3 separate regions of the Pan troglodytes genome follow, and all the other regions are linked to region 2. The links are chromatin contacts, called in public HiChIP or PLAC-seq maps. All regions are on one chromosome and are shown on one strand. Each heading gives the region's core, a stretch centred on a gene start, on an enhancer-like site or on the middle of the called end of the contact. The rest is flanking DNA. Distances are from core to core; before and after follow the strand shown.

Region 1 (4,175 bases), core at 885-3,384, 420 kb after region 2:
CAAGAAAAACTCAAGTAGGAAAAGAGGGGAGCTTCCTTGATCTAATAAAAACTCTTCGAAAGAAAAGCCTTCGGCAGACACAAATGACAATTCCCTTTAAGATCAGAAAATAAACAGGCCTGCCTAGAGTGTGCCATCCAAACTCCAGTCAATGACAATGGAAGTCCCCATCCAGTCCAGCACAAAAAACAAACAAAAAAGACAATTTATCGTCTGTATAAAATAAATATTTGTATTTTCCCTTTGACTTGTACACATTTTCTTTGTCTACAAAGAACATCCAACAAACTACACAAAAGTTAGACTTTTCTGAGCACCAAAAAACAAAGTTCCTAAGAATAAATATAACAAAAACAACCTAAATCCTTTTTGCAGGTACTTATAAAACTTTACTGAGCCTGACATCGTGGCTCTCTCTTGCAATCCCAGCACTTTGGGAGGCCAAGGCGGGTGGATCACCTGAGGTCAGGAGATCGAGACCAGCCTGGCCAACATGTTGAAACCCCATCTCCACTAAAAATACAAAATTTAGCTGGGTGTGGTGGTGGGTGCCTGTATTCCCAGCTACTCGGGAGGCTGAGGCAGGAGAACCGCTTGAACCAGGGAGACAGAGGTTGCAGTGAGCGGAGATTGTCATTGCACTCCATTCTGGGCTACAAGGGTGAGACTCCATCTCAAAAAGGAAAAACAACAACAACAACAACAAACATTTTATTGAAAGGCATTAAAGAAGATGTAAATAAATGATGTAAATCAATTAACTGCAACTCAATGGCATAAAAATGACAATATTCTCAAAGTTCAAATATAGATTCACCACAACTTGAAAACAAAAGTCCAGTATGTGGAATTTGGTCAACTGACTAGAATTTAAGCCATGACATTCCTGAAAAAGAATGGCTAGGTGTAAGTACTTCATCTACAAGATATTTAGAAATCTCTAAATTACAAAGGTGTGCTTGCATCAATACAGAAAAAGATTGTTTCCAAAAATACTGAAGCGCCTGAGTTCATTCACAAATAATTACCAAAATTTAGGAAATATATTTTCTGGAAAAGATGTATACGCAGTCAAATCCACGGAGAAAGTATTGGTGGGAGAGGAGGACGCAGTTTAGAAGAGGTACACAGCTTTCTGAGATTTAATAATCTCTTTCTTGGCCTGGTTTGTAAATTCGCTTTACTGTTGTCCTTTTAAGTGTGTGTAAGTCTGCGTGTGTGTGTAATCATACTTTTTTTGCATGTATGTCCTATTTTCCAGTGTTAAAATATGTGCATAGAAAAGGACACACCACAAAATAAGACGGTAAAATTCAATGGAAAATATTAATAATCACGATAAGTATAACTGGACTAACTCAAGTTAATTAACAAAATGTTGAACTGAATAGTAAATATACATATAGGCTATTTACAAGAGAGTCCACTAAAATTAAAATAAATAAAAAAGTGCAACCAGAAGGACTTAAAAATATAAAAGGTACTCAAGGTAAGTGCTAAAAAGAACACCAATGTGCTGACATTCACGAGATAAAATTGACTACAGCGCAGAAAGAAGGTGATTTCTCCTCGCGATGTCCAAATCCTGACGCCCCCCAATCTCCTGAACTGCCCCCAAACTCTTGAATTCACTTCAGCCGGGCTTTTCCGCCCCCACCAGAGACTCAGGGCTTTTCAGGATCAGGTGACCAATGCTTCTCTCATCACTAGCTGCAATGGTCCAATTTTATCCTTCGCGTCCCCAGCTTTTCATATCGCTGATCGCGAGATCTAAACGCACCCCTCGTCTGGATGCCTAGCTCTTTAGCCCCCGACCCTCGTACCCTCTTAGTCCTCACCGCCAGATAGGCCTCCCGTGACCCCAGGAACTGAGGGGGAGAAGGGTTAAGGAAAGCAGGGCTTACACGACTGGGAGTAGGATCGGGGGAGCGGAGGTGACGGAAGCCGCCGCCGATGCGAAGAGAAGTTCATACGGGAGGTCCAGTCTGGCGTGGGGACGCAAGGGGTCCCCAACAGGCCGAAAGAATTCGCCGCTGACCCCTCCTTGGCCCATGTGTCTCGGGGCAATAGCCTCCAGAGAGTAATGGCTTCCGCTTCACTGCCGCCTTCCAATTCTCGCGGGACTTCATTGGCTGCGTCTAATACGGAAGCGGGGCGGAGAGGATGCTGGGAATTGTAGTTTTGAAGTTTGGATTGGCATGGCGGCCGTGCCCCGGTGGAATCTGACGGTCCAGCATGTTTCTCCAATTTCTACTCAAGACTCAAATTTTCAACTACAACCCACAGCATTTTGTAGCCATCATAGTGGTAAAGGTTGAATCAGGCAAGAATTGTCATCTATATGACACAACTGGGGGACATTTGCATGACGAGCAGATATTTGAATTGCCTTAAATGCCTCTCTATAAACTGCTCGTATGTTGGAATGGAGAAAAAGTAATAGAAATTGTACAGCGAAGAAATTGGACAACATCTGGACCAGGTGATCTAATCAATATCACCAGTGAGGGTCAGATGGAGACCACGTGCCTCTGAATGACACCTTGGGAGGGGCGTAAAATCACCATCACCTGTGTGGTGTTCATCCTGCATATCTGCTATTTTGTGTTTTTTGACCCACATCTCCCCATTTCCTTCCCCAACTGTTTCATTCTTTATTTCTGTGTATTTGAGCTGTCTCTCTTGATTAAAAAAAGTTCCTCATGTAAGTGACGTCATGCAATATTTTTCTTTTTGTGTCTGGCTTATTTCACTTAGCAAAATGTCCTCCAGGTCCACCCATCTTGTGATAAATGTCAGGATCTCCTTCTATTTCAAGGTTGAATAATATTCCGTTACATATATTATATGTTTTATACAATGGAATATATATTATATCATATTTATTATAATTATGTACTATGTGTATTATTACTGTATATTATATAATATATGCTAAAATAATATATGTATGTATGTTATATATATTATGGAATATATATTATATATAATATATATTATTTTAGCAGGAGGAGTCTGCATATACAAAATTCCAGAATCAGACTTGGTACAGTGGCTCACACCTGTAATCTCAACACTTTAGGAAACCAAGGCTTCCCATGTAACCAGTAGGGGCAGAATTATATAGGCAGGAGAGACAGATGGTTAGTATTATCCAGGGCAGGTATTATAAAAGACAGAGAGAAGGAAATTTGAGGTTTTGGAAAATATATTATTGAGGGGATGGACCATGGTGCATATATATATATACACACACATATAAAATGTATATATGGAATATATATGGATATAAAATATTCATATATAATATATAATCTATATTACATAATGTAATATAGATTTCATAATAATATATACACCATAATATATAGCATATATACATATAATAATACATATAATATATAGTATGTATTTCATATAGTATATTATATACATATATTACATATAATATATTACATGATATATAACATATAATGGGAATATCTATTATGTAATGGGTATGTATATACAACATATTATATTAATATAAATATTATATTAATTAATATTTAATATAATTTGAAATATATATCAATATTATATGATATTAATGTTGACATCATATATAAATACAAAATAGATATAATAGAATATTATTCAGACTACATAGCTGCTATTTTATATTTCGTATTCATGTGAGCATCAATGGACATTGAGGTTGTTTCTGTAACTTGGATATTGTAAATAATGCTACAATGAAAATGAGTGCAGACATCGTTATGAGGTGATTATTTCATCTCTTTTAGGCATATATTCAAAAGAGGAATTCCTGGGTCATATAGTAGTTCTGTTGTAGATTTCTTTAAGAGCCTGAATACTGTTTTCCACAAAGGTTGTACCAATATGCATTCCCACCAACAATGTACTAGGGTTCACTTTCCTCCATGCCCTCGCCAACATTCATCTCTCATCTTTTTTTTTCTTTTTTTTTTTTCTTTTTGCAATGGAGTTTCGCTCTTGTTTCCCAGGCTGGAGTGCAATGGTGGGATCTCAGCTCACCGCAACCTCCGCCTCCCGGGATCAAGCGATTCTCCTGCCTCGGCCTCCCGAGTAGCTGGGCTTACAGGCATGCACCACCACGCCCAACTAATTTTGTCTTTTTAGTAGAGGCGGGCTTTCTCCATGTTGGTCAGGCT
Region 2 (3,807 bases), core at 991-3,490:
TATTCTTGTATATGCTGTGAAGTATGGATTTAATTTCATCTTTTCTCTGATGGCTACCCAGCTGTCTTAGACTTTCCATTACAAATGGCTTTTTTTGCCTCATTGATCTGAAATACCTTTTTTTTTTTTTTTTTGAGATGGATTTTCACTCTTGTTGCCCAGGCTGGAGTCCAGTGGCGCGATCTCGGCTCACTGCAACCTCTGCCTTCTGGGTTTCAGCGATTCTCCTGCCTCAGCCTCCCGAATAGCTGGGATTACAGAAAGCCCACCACCAAGCTTGGCTAATTTTATTTTTGTATTTTTATTAGAGACAGGGTTTCACCATGTTGGACAGGCTGGTTTTGAACTCCTGACTTCAGGTGATCCTCCCGCCTCGGCCTCCCAAATTGCTAGGATTACAGGTATGAGCCACCGCGCCTGGCAAAATACCACATTTATGAACCAAATTCCTACATGTTCTTGGGTCTGTTTTTAGATATTTTATTAGTCTGTTTCTGCTTCATGTGCTAGTACCACATAGTTTTAATTATAGAGGCTTTATAGTATGTCTTATTTATTTTTATTTTAATATAATTTAATTATTTGCCTTGTGTGAAAACTGTTAATAGTATGTTTTAACATCTGCTGCTCATCATTGCTTTTGTTTTTGTTTTCTTGGTTATTATCAGATATTTATTCTTCCACATAAACTTTAGTATCAACGTAACTAACTCCAGAAAAAACTTTTAATATTTTTACTGGGATTATGTTACATTTCTGAATAAACCTGGGGAGAATGTCTGGTGTCAGCGCTATTTTACAATGTAGGAAATGTGGTCCTGGCCCATGTGGGAAGATCAGAAAAATAACAATAGAAATACATGTTTTTGGCCAGGCGTGGTGGCTCACATCTGTAATCCCAGCACTTTGGAAAGGTGAGGCAGGCAGATCATGAGGTCAGGAGTTCGAGACCAACTGGGCCAATATGGTGAAACCCTGTCTTTACTAAAAATACAAAAATTAGCCGGGCATGGTGGCGCCTGCCTGTAATCTCTGCTACTCAGGAGGCTGAGAGAGAAGAATCGCTTGAACCCGGGAGGCAGAGGTTGCAGTCAGCAAGATCGTGCCACTGCACTCCAGCCTGGGCAACAGAGCTAGACTCCATCTCAAAACAAAAACAAAAACATATTTAAAAAAATTTTTTAAATAGAGACGGGGTCTTGCTGTATTGCCCAGGCTGGTCTCAAACTCCTGGCCTCAAACGATCCCTTGGCCTCCCAAATTGCTGGGATTATAGGCATAAGCCACCGTACCCAGCCAGAAATACATACTTGATGAAGACAAAAAAAAATCAAGATTTACAGAAAATATTATTATATTGAAAATGTGGCCGGGTGCGGTGGCTCATGTCTATAATTCCAGCACTTTGGGAAGCTGAGGGAGACAGATCATTGGAGGTCAGGAGTTCGAGATCAGTCTGGCCATCATGGTGAAACTCTTCTCTACTAAAAGTACAAAAATTAGCTGGGCGTGGAGGCAGACATCTGTAATCCCAGCTACTCGGGAGGTTGAGGCAGGAGAATCGCTTGAACCCGGGGGGCAGAGGTTACAGTGAGCCGAGGTCATGCCACTGCACTCCAGCCTGGGCAACGGAGTGAGATCTGTCTCAAAAAAAAATAAAAAAGGAAAAAGAAAAACGAAAAAAGAAAACGCAATGGAACCAGCAGGTTCTAAAAAATAAAGAATGAAGAAATAAAGGCCTACAGAAAGCCTGACGGAATAGAAGAGATAGACCATGCCATTCACTGGCAGCTTTATCAATATGGAAGAATCATGGAAAGGCTCTAGGAACATGAGATGTATACAAACAAGCTTTATATATATGTATACACATATATATATTTTAATAAAGGATGTTGCTATTTTGCCCACGCTGGTCTTGAACTCTTGGACTCAAGCTATCCACCTGCCTTAGCCTCCCAAAGTGTTGGACTTACAGGCCTTAGCCACTGTGCCCACCTGGGAAAAGCTCTGCAGGAGCATCCCCTGGGGTGCGTCCCATCCCCCACGCCCGCCCTTCCAGCAGGTCCGGCCACCTGAACCGCCGGCTAGCCGGGTCCCACCTCTAAACCGCCCCCAAGTACGGGCCTGTCCGCGCCCACCCGGGAAGAAACTACAATTTCTGTGTTTGACTGGGTCCTATGTGGCTGAAACTCGAACCCAGGAGCCCCGCCCGGCCCGAGGCTCGGAGCGGAAGTGACGTCAGCGCACAATCGCCATCTTTTCCGGCGCTGGCTCCGCATGGTCAGTGCCATTTCGCCTTTATCGTGGTGGAGTCCACCCTGGCTGTGGTGAGTTCCGCCTGCTTGGGGATCCCGGAGATAGCGGGGGGCGGCAAAGGAACGATTGGGTGCTGTCGCCCAGGAGCCTCTCCGATCTGCCTCGTTTCACTCTCTTCTCCAGGGGCTGTCGGTCCTCCCTGCGCGGCCAGTGGCTAGAGGCCGCAGGCTCAGTGGGTCCCAGTCAGGAGCCAGGTCGGGAAGTGTGTTTGTCCCGACTCCGCGCGTTTTCTGGAGTGGTTTCATCCGCTGTGCTCCCTTCTTCAAAAGCTTGGAAAGCAACCTTTGTGAGTTTCTTTCTTTCTGAAAGTAAAAGGATTTCTGCCGTTCCAGTCAGGTTGGCTCCGGCCCCGCATTTCCGCGCCTCAGGAACCTGGCGTTTCCGGCGTGTTCCTGGTGAACACCTGCAGAAAATTGGTTTCAAGAGGGCTCTGACTTCCATTTCTTTGCTTAAAAATGTCTCGTCTGAGAATCTGGCATTGATGTCCTATTCTTATTTTTGACACATTACTTTCTGATGGAAAAAAAATAGTCGTTTAGGGTGTGCCTATATCTGCATGTAAATATGAACACGTGTAGACTGTGAGCCTTTAGTTTCTTATTTTATTTTCTTGGACTTAATGTTTCTTGTTGTTACCAGCTACAAGCCTTTCTACAAAAGAAAGGCAGGCTGGGCGCGCTGGCTCACGCCTGTAATCCCAGCCATTTGGGAGGTCGAGGCGGGCAGATCACCTGAGGTCAGGAGTTCGAGACCAGCCTGGCCAACATGGTGAAACCCTGTCTCTACTAAAAATACAAAAAATTAGCCAGGCGCGATGGCGGGCGCCTGTAGTCCCAGCTACTTGGGAGGCTGAGGCAGGAGAATGGCGTGAACCCGGGAGGCGGAGCTTGCAGTGAGCCGAGATCGCGCCACTGCACTCCAGCCTGGGCAAAAGAGGGAGACTCCGTCTCACCAAAAAAAAAAAAAAAAGCCAGGCTTGGTGGCAGTCCCCTGTAATCCTAGCTACTTGGGAGGCTGAGGCAGGAGGATTGCTTGAACCTGAGAGGCCGAGGTTGCAGTGAGCCGAGATCTGCCACTGCACTCCAGCCTGGGCGATGAGAGCGAAACTCCGTCTCAAAAAAGAAAGAAAGGCAATAATACACAGCTGTTGTCTTTATCTGAAGTTCCTAGGTCTGTACCCCAGCACAGAGCTTCAAAACAGGGGCCCACAGGAAGAAAGGATGGAGGCTTTTGTTTGTTTTTTTCAGACGGAGTCTTGCTCTTGTCGCCCAGGCTGGAGTGCAGTGGCGCGATCTCAGCTCACTGCAACCTCCGCCTCCTGGGTTCAAGTGATTCTCCTGCCTCAGCCTCCGAGTAGCAGGGACCATGCCCAGCTAATTTTTTTTTTTTTTTTTTTTTTTTTTTTTTTTGTATTTTTAGTGGAGACAGGGTTTCACCATGCTCCCCAGGCTGGTCTCGAACTCCTGACCTTGTAATCCGCCTGACGGC
Region 3 (3,998 bases), core at 1,140-3,639, 270 kb after region 2:
CATAACAGAGGGCTCACCCTTGTCTTCTGGTCCCTTCTCATCATGTCCCTTCAGCTCCTATCTCTGTATGGCCTGGTTTTTCCTAGGTTATAATTGTAGAACAAAGATTATTATAATATTGGGATAAAGAGTAATGCTACAAATGATTAATGATATATACAATCATATCTATAATCTATTTCTAGTATAACTATTCTTATTCTATATATTTTCTTTATTGTACTGGAACAGCTTGTGCCCTTGGTCTCTTGCCTTGGCACCTGGGTGGCTTGCCACCCACGCGTACAAAGAAGGCAGAAAGGAAATACAGAAAATTCAAACACTGCTGGGATTCTGAATGTTGTTTGTTTTTTCCTTATACTTTTCCTTTAAAATAAAAAACTACAATGAGAACATAATGCTTCATAATAGAAAAAGATTTACACTTAAAAAACATAGATGATGAAAGGGAGCTGGCTAGGGCACCAGGGACAGGCATTGGGAAGGTGACCTCAAGCCGCAGTGAAGAAGTAATGAACAACCTAGGGACCAATACAGAAAGGCCACCTGTGGTTCACTTATATAACACATCTCTACCTCATATTATACCAAAATACATTCCCTGAGCAGTAAAGAATTATACGTTTTAAAAAGCAGTACAATTTGGAAGTAAATTAGGAAGTATTTTTATATTTTAGAGTTTGGGGAGACATTTAAAAGCAAACTAGGAAACTCAGAAACCATTTTACTAAAAGTATAGATTCATTGGGGATATATAAAATTGAATATATATATTTTTGAGATGGAGTCTTTCTATTGTCGCCCAGGCTGGAGTGCAATGGCGCGATCTCAGCTCACTGCAACCTCTGCCTCCCAGGTTCAAGCGATTCTCCTTGCCTCAGCCTCCTGAGTAGCTGGGATTACAGGCACCCGCCACAATGCCCAGCTAATTTTTTGTATTTTTAGTAGAGATGGGGTTTCACCATGGTAGCCAGGCTGGTCTTGATCACCTGACCTCAGGTAATCCACCGGCCTCGGCCTCCCAAAGTGCTGGGATTACAGGCATGAGCCACTGCGCCTTGCCTAAAATTAAATATTTTATATGGATATCATATTATAAACTAAGTCAGAGGAGCAAAATTATGTTATCAACTCAATTGTTGCATAAACATTTGATAGTGTTCATAAAAAATTATTGATAAAATATCTTTATAAACCTGGTTTAAAAAGATTAACTTGATAAGAGGTGCAACCTGTTGTAAACAGCTTACTGAGGAACTTTGGTAATCATTACCGACCAAGACAAGAATGCTTAATTTCTTTCCGACTTATAGTTGAGGAAGCCCTAAACAAACAATAAGAAAAAGAAATGACTCTGGGTGTGGTGGCTTACACCTGTACCCCTAGCACTCTGGGAGGCTGAGATGAGAGGATAGCTTGAGCTCAGGAGTTTGAGACCAGCTTCAGCAACATAGTGCGATCCCATCTTTACAAAAAATAAAGAAAATAGCTGGGTGGGGTGGTACGCGACTGTATTCTCAGCTACTTGGGGGGCTGAGATGGGACAATCACTTGAGCTGGGGAAGTCAAGGCTGCAGTGAGCCATGGTCGCGCCACTGCAGTCCAGCCTAGGCGATAGAGTGAGACATTGCCTCACATAAAGAAATGAGTTATACACATTAAAACAATGAAAACATGCAGAGAAAATATTTATATTTGATGGTTCAAATAATAAACTGACAGCTATCAGAATTCAGCAAGTTTCCAGGAAAAAGGTTCTATTTAAATAATTATCAATGGCTTCCCTCTACAGGAGAAGTTATCAATACAACAATGAAAGGGAAAACTAAAAGGCCCAAAAGGACTGAGTGAGTGTAAAGGAGAGTCTGTTTCCTATTAGAGCTGCAAATATATGTGTCCTGTGTACAGGACTGTAGCAACGTGGAGGATAGGTAGAAACCCGATCGATGAGCATCCTGTATCCGTGGTAGCTGAGAACCTGGATGGGAAGCCCTAGCCTTAGCCCCATCCCTAGGCCTTGTCACTTAAGCCCCGCCCAGCCCTCGTCTCCGCCCCCTAGGAATTTCAACCAAGCCCCGCTCCCAATCTGGTTCCACCTTTAGCCCCGCCCCTTGGAATATTTAAAAGGCCACGCCCCTAGGTCTAGCCCCAGTTCCGCCCCTCAGGCCGAGTCATGCAAGTCCAGTCCAGGGTTCTGTTTCTTCTCTGTTTACTCCAAATCATGAAGAAACTAGGATTTCTCATCCACTTGCGGCTGGAACCAGCCTTGGCGCTCCTTTGCATCCCGCTCCTCCCTGCTCCACCCGCTTCACCTCAAGTCCCGCTTCCCAGGCCCCGCCCCATACGCCATTTGCAGCGCCAAAAGAGGAATCAGAAGTGTGCTTCTGCGCATGCGCGAGTCGACAGCCCTGTCACCCTACGCCTCCCCCCGCGTCTGAGGAACATTTTTGCCTCCGTCCACTTCCTGTCCTGCCCTGCTCCGCCCCGCCCCGCCTGCCCCGGGTCGGGTCCGCGGGAGACCGAGGGCTGGGTTTGGGGATCGGCGGTCTAAGGGCTGCCTCCCCGCCACTCCTTGTCCGGACCCCGCGCCCGGGGCCTCCCGCCGCCGCGGCGCCTCCTCAGAGAGCCCGGGTCAGCTGCCCCTGTGGCCGCGGCTGGTCCCAAACTCACTGAATCGGGAACTCTGGTCTGGGTACAGAAATCGGGGTGATTCTGATGCAGGCGAGAGTTGGAGAACCAATGTCGTAGTTCATCAGCCTCCGAAAGCATCCTTTGCTCTCTTTCCAGAAAGGAAGAGCATCTCTGCCATTCGGGTCTCAAGGACAAGCGCTTCAGCCTCGTTCTCTGTGAGCTGATCTGTGGATCGCGGCGTGTCGGGTGAGCACGGGGTGACATTTGCCTCGGCTCGGTCCCCTCCTGTCCCCTCTTTATGCATTAGGTAGTGTTTGGGCCAAGCGCGGTGGTTCACGCCTGTAATCCCAGCACTTTGGGCGGCCGAGGCGGGCGGATCGCTTGAGCCCAGGAGTTTGAGGCCAGCCTGGGCAACATAGCAAGATCCCGTCTCTACCAAAAAAAAAAAAAAAAAGTAATATAAAAGGTGCGCTCCTGTGTTCCCAGCTACTCGGGAGGCAGAGGTTGCAGTGAGCTGAGATCGCATCACTGCACTCCAGCCTGGGCAACAGAGCGAGACCCTGTCTCAAAAAAACAAAAAGATAGTATTTGGTCTCTGGATATTATATTCTGCCTGTGGACATCAGTTTGATACATTATATTCAAGTGAAAGTGAACTGATGCATTTTGTCATTAATGATGCATTTGAATCATTTGTCTATAGATTGGTTAAATTTCACACAGAAAATTTGGTCATCTGTCAGTTTCAATCTTTTCCCTTTTTATTCCTTGCAGTTTCCATTTCTTTTCATTTCTTTACTGCACTTGCCAGGACCTCCAGTACAATGTCCGACAGAATAGCATGTAATTTACATCCTTGTCTTGTTTCTGATTCCAGAGGGAATTATTCTATCATTTCACCATTAAATAGGATGTTTGCTGTAGGTGTTTGTAGGTTTTTTTCCTTTCTTTATTCCTATTTCTTTTTAGAAAATAGGAGTCTCGCTCTGTTGCCCGGGCAGGTCTCGAACTCATGGGCTCTCCGCCTCCCAAAGTGCTGGAATTACAGGCATGAGCCACTGCACCCGGCCTGACCGTGTTTTAAACCGCTGATTTTTTTTTCTTTAATTACGGGGTGTAATCAGGTTTTAGATCACTGCTGGAAAGTTGTACTACTTTCTAGAAATTCATTAATTACCTGTGCATCTTCATATTTATTCCTTAAATTTTTTCTATATTCTCCTTATGATATCTGTAATTATGATTCATTCTTGTTCATATTTTTTGTTGTTTTGTTGTTTATGCCCTGTTGCTCTTAAAATTGCTGAGTCTGTTGCTGGCTGCGGTGGTGCACATCTGTAGTCCCAGCTGGTGGGAAGCTAAGGCAG

Evidence for each region. HiChIP or PLAC-seq counts read pairs in DNA pulled down with a chosen protein or histone mark.
Region 1: a contact with region 2 is called in an H3K4me3 HiChIP or PLAC-seq map of stem cell-derived excitatory neurons, with 4 times the contacts expected there. The contact joins the promoter of ZNF317 here to the promoter of ZNF121 in region 2. A contact is called at or near these places in 1 of 7 Hi-C or Micro-C datasets (stem cell-derived neural progenitor cells) and 1 of 1 datasets of contacts at active chromatin or transcription factors (stem cell-derived excitatory neurons).
Region 3: an H3K4me3 HiChIP or PLAC-seq map of stem cell-derived excitatory neurons shows a contact between it and region 2, with 3 times the contacts expected there. The contact joins the promoter of ZNF699 here to the promoter of ZNF121 in region 2. A contact is called at or near these places in 1 of 7 Hi-C or Micro-C datasets (stem cell-derived neural progenitor cells) and 1 of 1 datasets of contacts at active chromatin or transcription factors (stem cell-derived excitatory neurons).

What each region holds. Positions count from the first base shown.
Region 1 is chr20:11,887,360-11,891,534 of NHGRI_mPanTro3-v2.0_pri, reverse strand. ZNF317 (zinc finger protein 317) reads right to left here and starts at 2,134. Exons shown (of 7, transcript XM_524096.6): 1 at 1,905-2,134.
Region 2 is chr20:12,307,787-12,311,593 of NHGRI_mPanTro3-v2.0_pri, reverse strand. ZNF121 (zinc finger protein 121) reads left to right here and starts at 2,240. Exons shown (of 4, transcript XM_001161005.5): 1 at 2,240-2,330.
Region 3 is chr20:12,032,913-12,036,910 of NHGRI_mPanTro3-v2.0_pri, reverse strand. It overlaps ZNF699 (zinc finger protein 699), which reads left to right and starts at 2,389. Exons shown (of 6, transcript XM_063800517.1): 1 at 2,389-2,877.